2 separate regions of the Arabidopsis thaliana genome follow, and region 2 is linked to region 1. The links are chromatin contacts, called in public capture Hi-C maps. All regions are on one chromosome and are shown on one strand. The core of a region is the stretch at or near the end of the contact, and the rest is flanking DNA. Distances in the headings are between cores, read along the strand shown. Region 1 holds the start of KTF1 (kow domain-containing transcription factor 1). Region 2 holds the start of AT5G00950 (a long non-coding RNA gene).

Region 1 (4,671 bases), core at 1,005-3,504:
ATTTGATCTTTTCCTTTCTCTGTTCTTCTTTTTCAGTCTTACAAATTTCCTAATTTTCTAATGCAAGCCAATTAAAATGATTCTTGTGCCTGGGCCACACATTTTCTATATCCACCAACCCCAGTTCTCTGTGCTTATCTTTTCCGGAAGTTTCTGAAACCTGATAAAGCTCTTTGTGTGAGAGGAATTCTGTATTTCTGATCTGTGGGTTGTGGTGCTATGTAAAGAATCGTCAGCTCCAGTGAATCTGAATGACTTCAGCTGGATCAATGTCAGATGATATCTGCATATTGAGTAGAAACAGATGTTTGATCAGTAATTTTGAGTACAGCTAATTAACTGACTTCCTTCTCTGTAAACCTTCCTCTCTTTAGTTTTGCAACTACATCACATGGCTGTTGAGAATAGGGATGAACTAGTATACTATCTAAGGGCTTAAATTGAGGAATTTTTCATTTTGAACTGAGAAAAAGTTGTTAGTGCTTTCTGCTACCTCTGCTTGAGATTGGAGACTTACTTTAAAGTTGATTCAGTTTCTGGGGATCTGTACTGTGTTTTGCTCTGAAGTTGAGGTTGATTGACTATTTACTACACAAAGCAGGGTCACAGTGTTATGCAGTGAACCTTAAAACGGTTGGGTGTTTCTTGATGTCACATGGGCTTGATATGATCTTTCAGATTTTGCAATCGTTTCATTTTACTACTGCCCTTCTGCTCACTTTTAGCTACACGTATGCATATATCTTTGGGAAATCAGCTTTTATGGTGTATTGTGTATAGATCATGCTGGAAAGAGATACTGGTCGTTCACGTGGATTCGGGTTTATCACTTTTGCTGATCGCCGCGCTATGGATGAGTCCATCAGAGAGATGCATGGAAGGGACTTTGGTGATCGGGTCATCTCAGTGAACAGAGCTGAACCAAAACTGGGGCGAGATGATGGAGAAAGTCATGGCTCTAGAGGTGGCAGAGACAGTGGCTACTCGATTGCTGGAAAAGGAAGCTTTGGTGGAGGTGGAGGTGGAGGTGGGCGTGTTGGTGAAGATGAATGCTTCAAGTGTGGACGGGTTGGGCACTGGGCCCGTGATTGTCCTTCTGCTGGTGGTGGTCGTGGAGGACCTGTTGGTGGTTTTTCTTCACGTGCTAGTGCGTATGGAGGATCTGATGGACGTGTTGACCGCTATGCTGACCGTGACCGCTATGTGGACCGCGAACGATACATAGATGATCGATACGACGGTGCTGCACGCTATGGTGCTAGAGACAGGTTTGACAGCAGAGAAGCCTACATACCCCGTGATCGATACGCCAGTGACAGGTTAGAATCAAGTTTCTAATGCAACTCAGATTATTGTAAGGTTATCAAAGTGACTTGCTTTTCTTACATAACTTTATTCTTATCTGTGATTTTACAGGTATGCAGCCCCGGCTGATCGGTTTGCAGGTGGTGATAGATACAGCCGTGGATCAGACCGTTATCCTCCAGGGAGCTATGACAAAGCTCGGTCCTTTGAGAGAGACATAGCCCCGAGTGCAGGCAGTGACAGGTACGGTGGTGGTAGAGCTGGTGGTCCCATCCGTGGAGGAGGAGAGGAGGGAAGAGGGTTTAGAAGCAGAGCCGGTGCTCCTTATGAGAGACCGAGCAGAAGTGGTGGTGGTGGAGCTTATCCGTCGTCGTCCACTTTTGACCGTTATTAAGACACATTAATGAAAGAAAGTGAGAATGATGCTTGGTTAGAGCTCTATACACTCAGTCGTGTGTGTTGCTTGTGGTAATGAATATCTCTGTAAGCGTTATAGGTGTAAAAGACTTGTCTTTTTTATTTATATATGATTAGTTTGCGGACCTGTTTAGCTTTGTATTTTGATCCTTTATTATTTTTGGTTTGTTTTGGACCATAACATGACTTTTGAGCTTCGTCAGTCAATGTTAAACCTTGCACACATAACTAGCCTTTTTAGTTTCATCATCAATGTACAAGAGACGAGTGTCTTAGGCATCCGCATGTTATTCTAAAATTTTGATTTATTGTTTTGTATACTGTACATATTGCTTCATATTGTCAAAATTTTCGTTTTTTCCTATAAGTTCAATCTATTACCAAATAGGCAAATAAAACGAAGCAGAATATTATTGTAGAGACAAAAGAAAAGTTGAGAAATTAATTAAAACAATAAAGAGTCCAAATCGATTGGATAATAAAAAGGCCTTAAAAGAGTAAAGAGTAAAAAAAAAAGCCACTCAAAAGTCGGAAAACAATCACATCTATAAACGTTTTCTTCACTCTCTCTGCTACTTGTCTCTCAAAAGAAATGCAATTGTGAAAGCCCTAAACTAACCGTGAAGAAGACGATGGATCGCAAGGGAAAGGGTAAACAGGTCGCCGGTAGTGATTCGTATTCCGGCGGACAGAAAAGGAAAAACTCCGTCGAATTCAGAGATGAAGGTTTGAGGATTAAGAAGCGCAAAAACCCTGAGGTTCTTCAGTTCTTCGAAGAATCAGCTGAAGTTGGCTACTACGGAGGCAGCTCCGACGAAGATGATGACGGATTAGGTTTCCTTAACGGTAATTTATCATTATCTTCTCTGGGTTCGTTGATTTTCTTCTTTGCATGGTTTCATTGCTTCGTTTCTTCTTTTGTGAGGTCTCCGATTGTGTCTGTTTTTGTTTCTACTGAGATTTTTACCATCTAAAGTGGCGATTTTTAGGTCATCTCTGTCGAATGGCTGATTCCGTGACTAGGGTTTAGGGTTTGCATTTTGTTTTCGTTTGATTTCGAGCTGTTTTGTCTAGTTTTAACTTTTAAGGCTTTCATACTCTTAAAGCTTGAACATTGCAGAAAGTTCCACACTTTATTATCTTACTATTCTTTTGATGCAGATATGGAAGACGAGCCTGAGGTGGAAGAGAGTAGTAAGGCTGGCAAGGGAGAAAAGGGCAAATCATCCTTTGTTTTTCCCAAGGAAGAAGATTTAAACGAGGAGGAATTTGATAGAATAATGGAAGAAAGATACAAGCCAGGTTCTGGTTTTCTTAGATATGCTGATGATGATATCAAAGATGCCATTGAGATGGATGCTCTTGCTCCAACCTCCAAGGATCCTCCTATATGGAAAGTCAAGTGTGCGGTATGTCAAACTAAGGCTTCTTCTACTTATGCTTTATCCCTGTATGACTATGTTCTTACTTCTGCTCACTCCATTTGGTTTGTTCCTGTAGATTGGACGGGAGAGGCGATCCGTTTTCTGTCTCATGCACAAATTTGTTGAGCTGAGAAAGATAGGCACCAAATTGGAGATCATATCTGTTTTTTCTGTGGACCATGTCAAAGGTTTCATTTTCATAGAAGCGGACAAGGAACATGATGTTCTTGAGGTATTGAACATTTAGCATGCCTATGTTGGATTATTCTCGTACTTATCTGACAGTTTGGAGAATGTTGCTTGGGGATAATCATAATGTGTATGTCATTCTGATTTGTCTAATTTTCCTAGGCATGCAAGAGTTTAGTTGGTATATACGCTACTCGGATGGTGTTACTTCCTAAAGCCGAAACTCCAAATCTGCTAACTGTCCAAAAAAAAACTAAAAAAGTTTCTGAGGGAACATGGGCTCGTGTTAAGAATGGTAAATACAAAGGAGATCTTGCTCAGGTACAATTTACTTTGCTGTATATGTTTCCTTTTCATATTCTTTTCTTGGTAAGGCTACCTCCTAATCTGTTTATGTTATATGTCCTTGTAGATTGTGGCTGTGAGTGACACTCGGAATAAAGCACTAATAAAGCTAATTCCGAGGATTGATATTCAGGCCTTGACCCAGAAATATGTAGCTACCCTGTCTCCTCGCTCATTTATTTGTCTGTGCCACTAATTTTGGGACTGTTTTTCTTGTGCGTTCATGTCATCTTATCGTTTGCTCTGTGCTTTACTCTAACTTTCTGGTGCAGGGTGGGGGAGTTACTGTCCAAAAAGGCCAGACTCCAGCTCCAAGATTGATCAGTTCAAGCGAGCTCGAGTAAAAGCTTGATCTTTTCTTCTCGTTTGGTAAATAATTACCACCTTTCTAATCTTTCTTCTCCTCTCTTTTATCACAGGGAGTTCAGACCTCTCATTCAAGTGAGGCGAGATCGTGATACTGGAATAACTTTTGAACATCTTGATAGTCTGATGCTGAAAGATGGGTATCTCTATAAGAAAGTATCCTTAGATTCAATATCTTCCTGGGGGGTTATACCAACGAAGGATGAGTTACTAAAATTTACGCCTGTAGACCGAAAAGAAACTGGTGATGTAGAGTGGATCTCAGAAATTTATGGTGAAGAAAGGAAGAAAAAGATTCTTCCAACCTGCAGAGAGGGTGGGAAAGGAGAAGGATCAGGGGGTGGAAAAGGAGAAGGATCAGGGGGTGGAAAAGGAGAAGGGTCAAGGGGTGGAAAAGGAGAAGGTTCATCAGATTTCAAGTCAGAAAGTAGCTATGAGTTATATAATCTAGTTTGTTTCAGGTAAGGATTCGTCCATAACTGTACTTTTTTGCAAGTCTTTGTTGTAATTTCATATGTTAAGCACTTCCTATCTTTCCCTTTGTAGTCGAAAAGACTTTGGTCTGATTGTGGGTGTGGATGACAAAGGTGACGGTTACAAGGTATGTAGTTATTCACCATCTCTT
Region 2 (4,497 bases), core at 20-2,519, 33 kb after region 1:
CAACTCGACAAATCTTTCAAAGCTTCATATATGTAGACATTGTTCAGTAATGGTGCTGTTACCCCTACAGCTACTCACTCATTGTGGTAATCTTCAATGCACGCCCGTCTGAGTTCTCATATCCCAGTCCCGCTCTAAAAGACAGGAAGCTCGAATTACACCCGGTTCAGGTAAATCACGCATCACAGAAAATAGAACAATATCACAAGCTTTCACCTTTCAGTTTGTTGTGTATTAGAAAAGTTGTAAGATCTCTAAGCGATAAGTTAACTCTGAGTGACTAACAGGTGATGTCAGCCGATGAAATAGTCAAGAAATCAGTTTACGACTCGTTTTCTGGGGGCTTCACTGTACCGGCAAGAACAACGACGGTGTTTGTTGAATCGCGGAATGGTTGAAATTTATCCTTTATAGCAATAACAGGTAAATGTTCTGTTCCATAATATTCTCTCAAGAACATGGCTTGTCTTTAATATAATGCCTCGAAATTTAATATTTTCTATATAATTTTGGCTCACTATCATCTTATTAGTTTTAACTTCATTATATGTATCTCTATAAAGATTGTCAGATTGACTAAGCTCGAATGAGGAATTGTTTACTGCAACAACTCTCGGCGTGTTTCACATTTAAGATATGTCCCACTCCTATATATAAAATATAGTGGATTTCTTCAAATTTGGGCGATATTGTTATCCAATTTTATAGGGATTGCTGTCATTTGTTATCCAAATCTCTCTGTCACCTAGTCTTCGAGGTGAAAAAATCATTAGATATCCACATTTGTTCAACTTTTTAAAGGACATGATTGGTTGGGGAAATTTATAAAGTCACTAAAAGCTACAGCTCCAAAATTAAAACAATTATGTTAGCACGGCTGATCAAACCTCTTCGTCTTGTTCCACGGTCATGTAGCACATGATTTTGATGAATATCGATAACTGAGAGTTTAGGGTTTCGGTGGAAATTGGAATGGACACGTTTTTTCTTATATACGTATCACGTTTTGGTTTTGACTCCAATCAATGGTTTAAATCAAAACATTTCGGATTGGCTATTTTGACAGCGCAAAAAAGAAACAACCAAAAGTCCGATTGGGCTAAACCGGAGATACCCAATTTTGGTCACATACTAAAAACTGCCCCTCATAAGTGTGCAACATTGGTTGCATTACAGAATTGACATTACAGTATTGGCTTAGAGCTCTACCGTACATGAGGAAAACCAAGAGCGGTTCGAAGTCGTGGATGTTCAAACAAAAGAGCGGTTAGTACAAGAGAGCAAAATGAGATTTACACATTCGTACTATATAATATAATACAAATATATATACATGAATAAATGATAAAATATTTTTTACAGCAAACTTTGTTATATATATATATATATATTTTTTTTTATTGGATATTACTACATTGTATGAATATCCATGAAATATTTAAATTTCGTTAAAAATGCCGTAGATATCCAAGCAAAATAGGCATAGACGCTTTAGACTGTCTAAGCGGTTTAGGCGGACAAAAAAATTGGTGATCCGAGTTCTTTTTAATATGGTTGCAAAGATGCTCTTCTACATCATTTCATTATTAGCGTTCATTTGAGAACATAGCCATTTGTACACTTGGTCTCAGATTAATCATTTCTAACAATTATGTAGATTTTGGTCGTTTTCTCTCTGTACAAATTGTGAACAAACTGCCTATTGTTTGCATATAGCTCTTATATTTGCATAGCTCATTTTTTTTGCCTTTGAATCAACTGCGCATATAGCTCTTACGATGTGTTATGTTGTTTTATGTTGACTCTCGTTTCAAAATTTACTTCTATTATAGTACATTAACATTAACATTATTTTCTAAAACCTACGTACCAATGTAATATCCTCTCATCATGTAAGGTCAAATCCTCTCATCATCCTGATGCTAAATCTTCTGATCTTCCTAAGGTTCACTTTACCATCTTATCTCTAAATTATCATTCATCAGCTCTGCTAATTTCCCTTGGTCTTTAGTAGATTTGACAGTCTCTCTTCTTTTTCCCATGTTGTAAGTCTTAAAAAAGAAAAAAACTGCCGACAAGAAAAAAAGAAGCTTCTAGCGGGAATAAGAAGAAAAGTATGGCTGCTAAAGCACCAACTGGAGCTGAAGAAGCTGAACTTGCCTTGCTCGCAAGAAAGAAGCTAGTGACTTGCTCTTGCGAAGAAAGTTATGTACAGGAAGGTGAACAAGGAAGAGTACTGCAGCTTTCATGCTTATGAAGGGTTTCAGCGGGATCTCCAGAAACTTTTCAAAGAAAATGTGACTGCGGCTCTTGCTGGTGACAACCCGAAAACTCGAAAGGAGAGGGAAATGAAAGAGAATTTGAAACGAGCCAAGGAAGAGAAGAGGCAAAGTGACACTCTCAAAATGGCCGAGAACCGGATGAAGAACACGAGAATCAAGCCTCCATGATGATGGTGGTCTGGCAATGACAAGTTGATGATCTAGAATCTTAAGAGAACTCCGATCCTAAACATATTTTACGAGGTTTTTTCCGATGAATATTGTTTCTTATTAATAAATTTTACTATATCTCCAGTTTTAGACATAATTGTTTTTTTTATTGGTCAATCTCAGTGGAATATTCTTATGTTGATTTGTTTGTTGCGATTATTTGCCAAAATCTTTTACAGTCTTCTAAATATTTAGCTTGGTCCATCTATAATACTATAAAATGATCCACGCAATGCGTGAGTTTAATAATTTATTTTTAAAACTTAAATTATACATTGCATATGTATTTGTAGAAAAGGTTGTCGAGTTGATATCAGATCTCAAAGAGAAACATTTATTCAACACTATTAAGCAAGAAAGTTAAATTTAAGTATGTATTGTTGATATTGGGCGACATTATTATCCAATAGGGATTGTTGTCATTGGGCGACATTATTATCCAGTGACAAGTATACGTGATAACGTGTCTCAGCATGCTAGCTGCGGGAACAAAACGCCGGTCACTTTAGTCGTTTCATTGATTCGGAAATAATTTGTATTATGGAGTACGGATATTAAGCCGTGTGCGACGTCAAAAACACCAAACATGGCTTGGATATCACTTTTGTGCATGTTGGTTCTGTTCCAGTAAGTGCTAGTGGTGTTGTCGTGTGAAACAAGACGTAACGGCATTGAAAAATGTCACAAATATACGAAAGTTCGTCCAATAATTAAGTTTATTCTACACAATGACAAACATATTCAAGTTTATTCTACACAGTGACAAAAATCTTCCTACATATTTAATATATATCACTAAAATAATTTGTCTACCTCTTTTATTAACGTTTATTTAATTTTGTTTTGAACAAAACTTCTTTTATTAACTAAGAACTAAAAATAATATAATGCCACGTACTCCTTTGATGTGCCGCGTAGTCCATCTTCTACTCTCTGTTTCTTTCAGATTTCTAAAAAGAAGATACAACATATTAAAGAAAAGGTCGAGTTTTCAAACACGTGTCTTCAACATATTTTTCTTTCCAACTTTTCGTTTAATATTATCGAGAATATCATGGTTGTTTGAGAATATCATGGGGTGTCGTACTTATTCTTCATGATCTTCACTATATTATCCTACTTTACGACCAATGTCACTCACTTTACATAGTGTTTTGATTCTCTATCTATGAATAGAGATACGATATGAACTTTGAAATCATCATAAAAAACTCATCGTAAAAAAAAAAAACACTACACTAAGTTTTCTCTTATATAGAAACACTCGTTATTCTAATTTGCCACTATATCCATTTTTTGCTTATTTATTTATTTGAATTTTTTTAAATTATATTAATCTCTGGAAAGATTGCAAGATTGGGTATGATTGAATGTGGAACTGTGTATCGCAACAACTCGGCGTGTTTCACGTTCAAGATATGTCCCAGTCCCACCTCTATAAATAAAACGACTAAGAGGTAGCCTCCCTAAACAACATACCCATATTATAATAATTCTCGTTTTAGAAATTTTTTGTCTTCAAATAGTGGAGAAATGGATTCAAGATTCACCGATTCCACAACTACCTTAAGGTTCTTCTCACCAATTCATCTTCACATCATATAGTTGTATATGTGAATTTGACATAGATGTATTCATATTGGTATGATTGTATACGTATTTGTTTATGTGATGCATGCAGATGTAATGGTAAGAGTGAAAATGAGAGGAAAAACGGCGATGAAGAAAGAATTAGTAAATACTCCTTTGTGAGTCCACTGTGTATGCGTGGAGGAGATGGATACAATAGTTACTCCAGCAATTCTCTTCTTCAGGTATTTTTTTTTATATATATTTCTTTCATTTTTATAAGACTTATCCATGCCGAAATTTAGAGTCACATTAGTTATTTTGTTGTTTTGGTTTTTTTCGGTTTGTTGAATCCATGATTAAACTGAAACCGAATTTTCTTTTGTAGAACCAAATTGGTTCATCAGTTTGTTTTGGTGCGATTTTGGATACAACG

Evidence for each region. Capture Hi-C pulls out chosen DNA fragments and counts their contacts.
Region 2: a capture Hi-C map of root shows a contact between it and region 1, with 3 times the contacts expected there. The contact joins the promoter of AT5G00950 here to the promoter of KTF1 in region 1. A contact is called at or near these places in 3 of 26 Hi-C or Micro-C datasets (root, seed embryo and vegetative nucleus), 1 of 2 datasets of contacts at active chromatin or transcription factors (shoot) and 2 of 3 other capture datasets (root and shoot).

The regions. Positions count from the first base shown.
Region 1 is chr5:1,193,715-1,198,385 of TAIR10.1, forward strand. It overlaps KTF1 (kow domain-containing transcription factor 1), which reads left to right and starts at 2,255. Exons shown (of 18, transcript NM_001342760.1): 1 at 2,255-2,568; 2 at 2,884-3,131; 3 at 3,223-3,378; 4 at 3,498-3,656; 5 at 3,748-3,831; 6 at 3,953-4,020; 7 at 4,100-4,507; 8 at 4,593-4,647. The coding sequence starts at 2,355. AtRZ-1c (RNA-binding (RRM/RBD/RNP motifs) family protein with retrovirus zinc finger-like domain-containing protein) reads left to right here. Exons shown (of 4, transcript NM_120510.4): 3 at 781-1,319; 4 at 1,417-2,045. The coding sequence ends at 1,699.
Region 2 is chr5:1,228,002-1,232,498 of TAIR10.1, forward strand. It overlaps AT5G00950 (a long non-coding RNA gene), which reads right to left and starts at 1,270. Exons shown (of 1, transcript NR_142462.1): 1 at 956-1,270. LDA (limit dextrinase) reads left to right here. Exons shown (of 28, transcript NM_001342767.1): 27 at 71-170; 28 at 288-840. The coding sequence ends at 398. AT5G00955 (a long non-coding RNA gene) reads right to left here and starts at 2,503. Exons shown (of 1, transcript NR_142463.1): 1 at 1,898-2,503. It overlaps AT5G00960 (a long non-coding RNA gene), which reads left to right and starts at 2,180. Exons shown (of 1, transcript NR_142464.1): 1 at 2,180-2,462. It also overlaps NAMT1.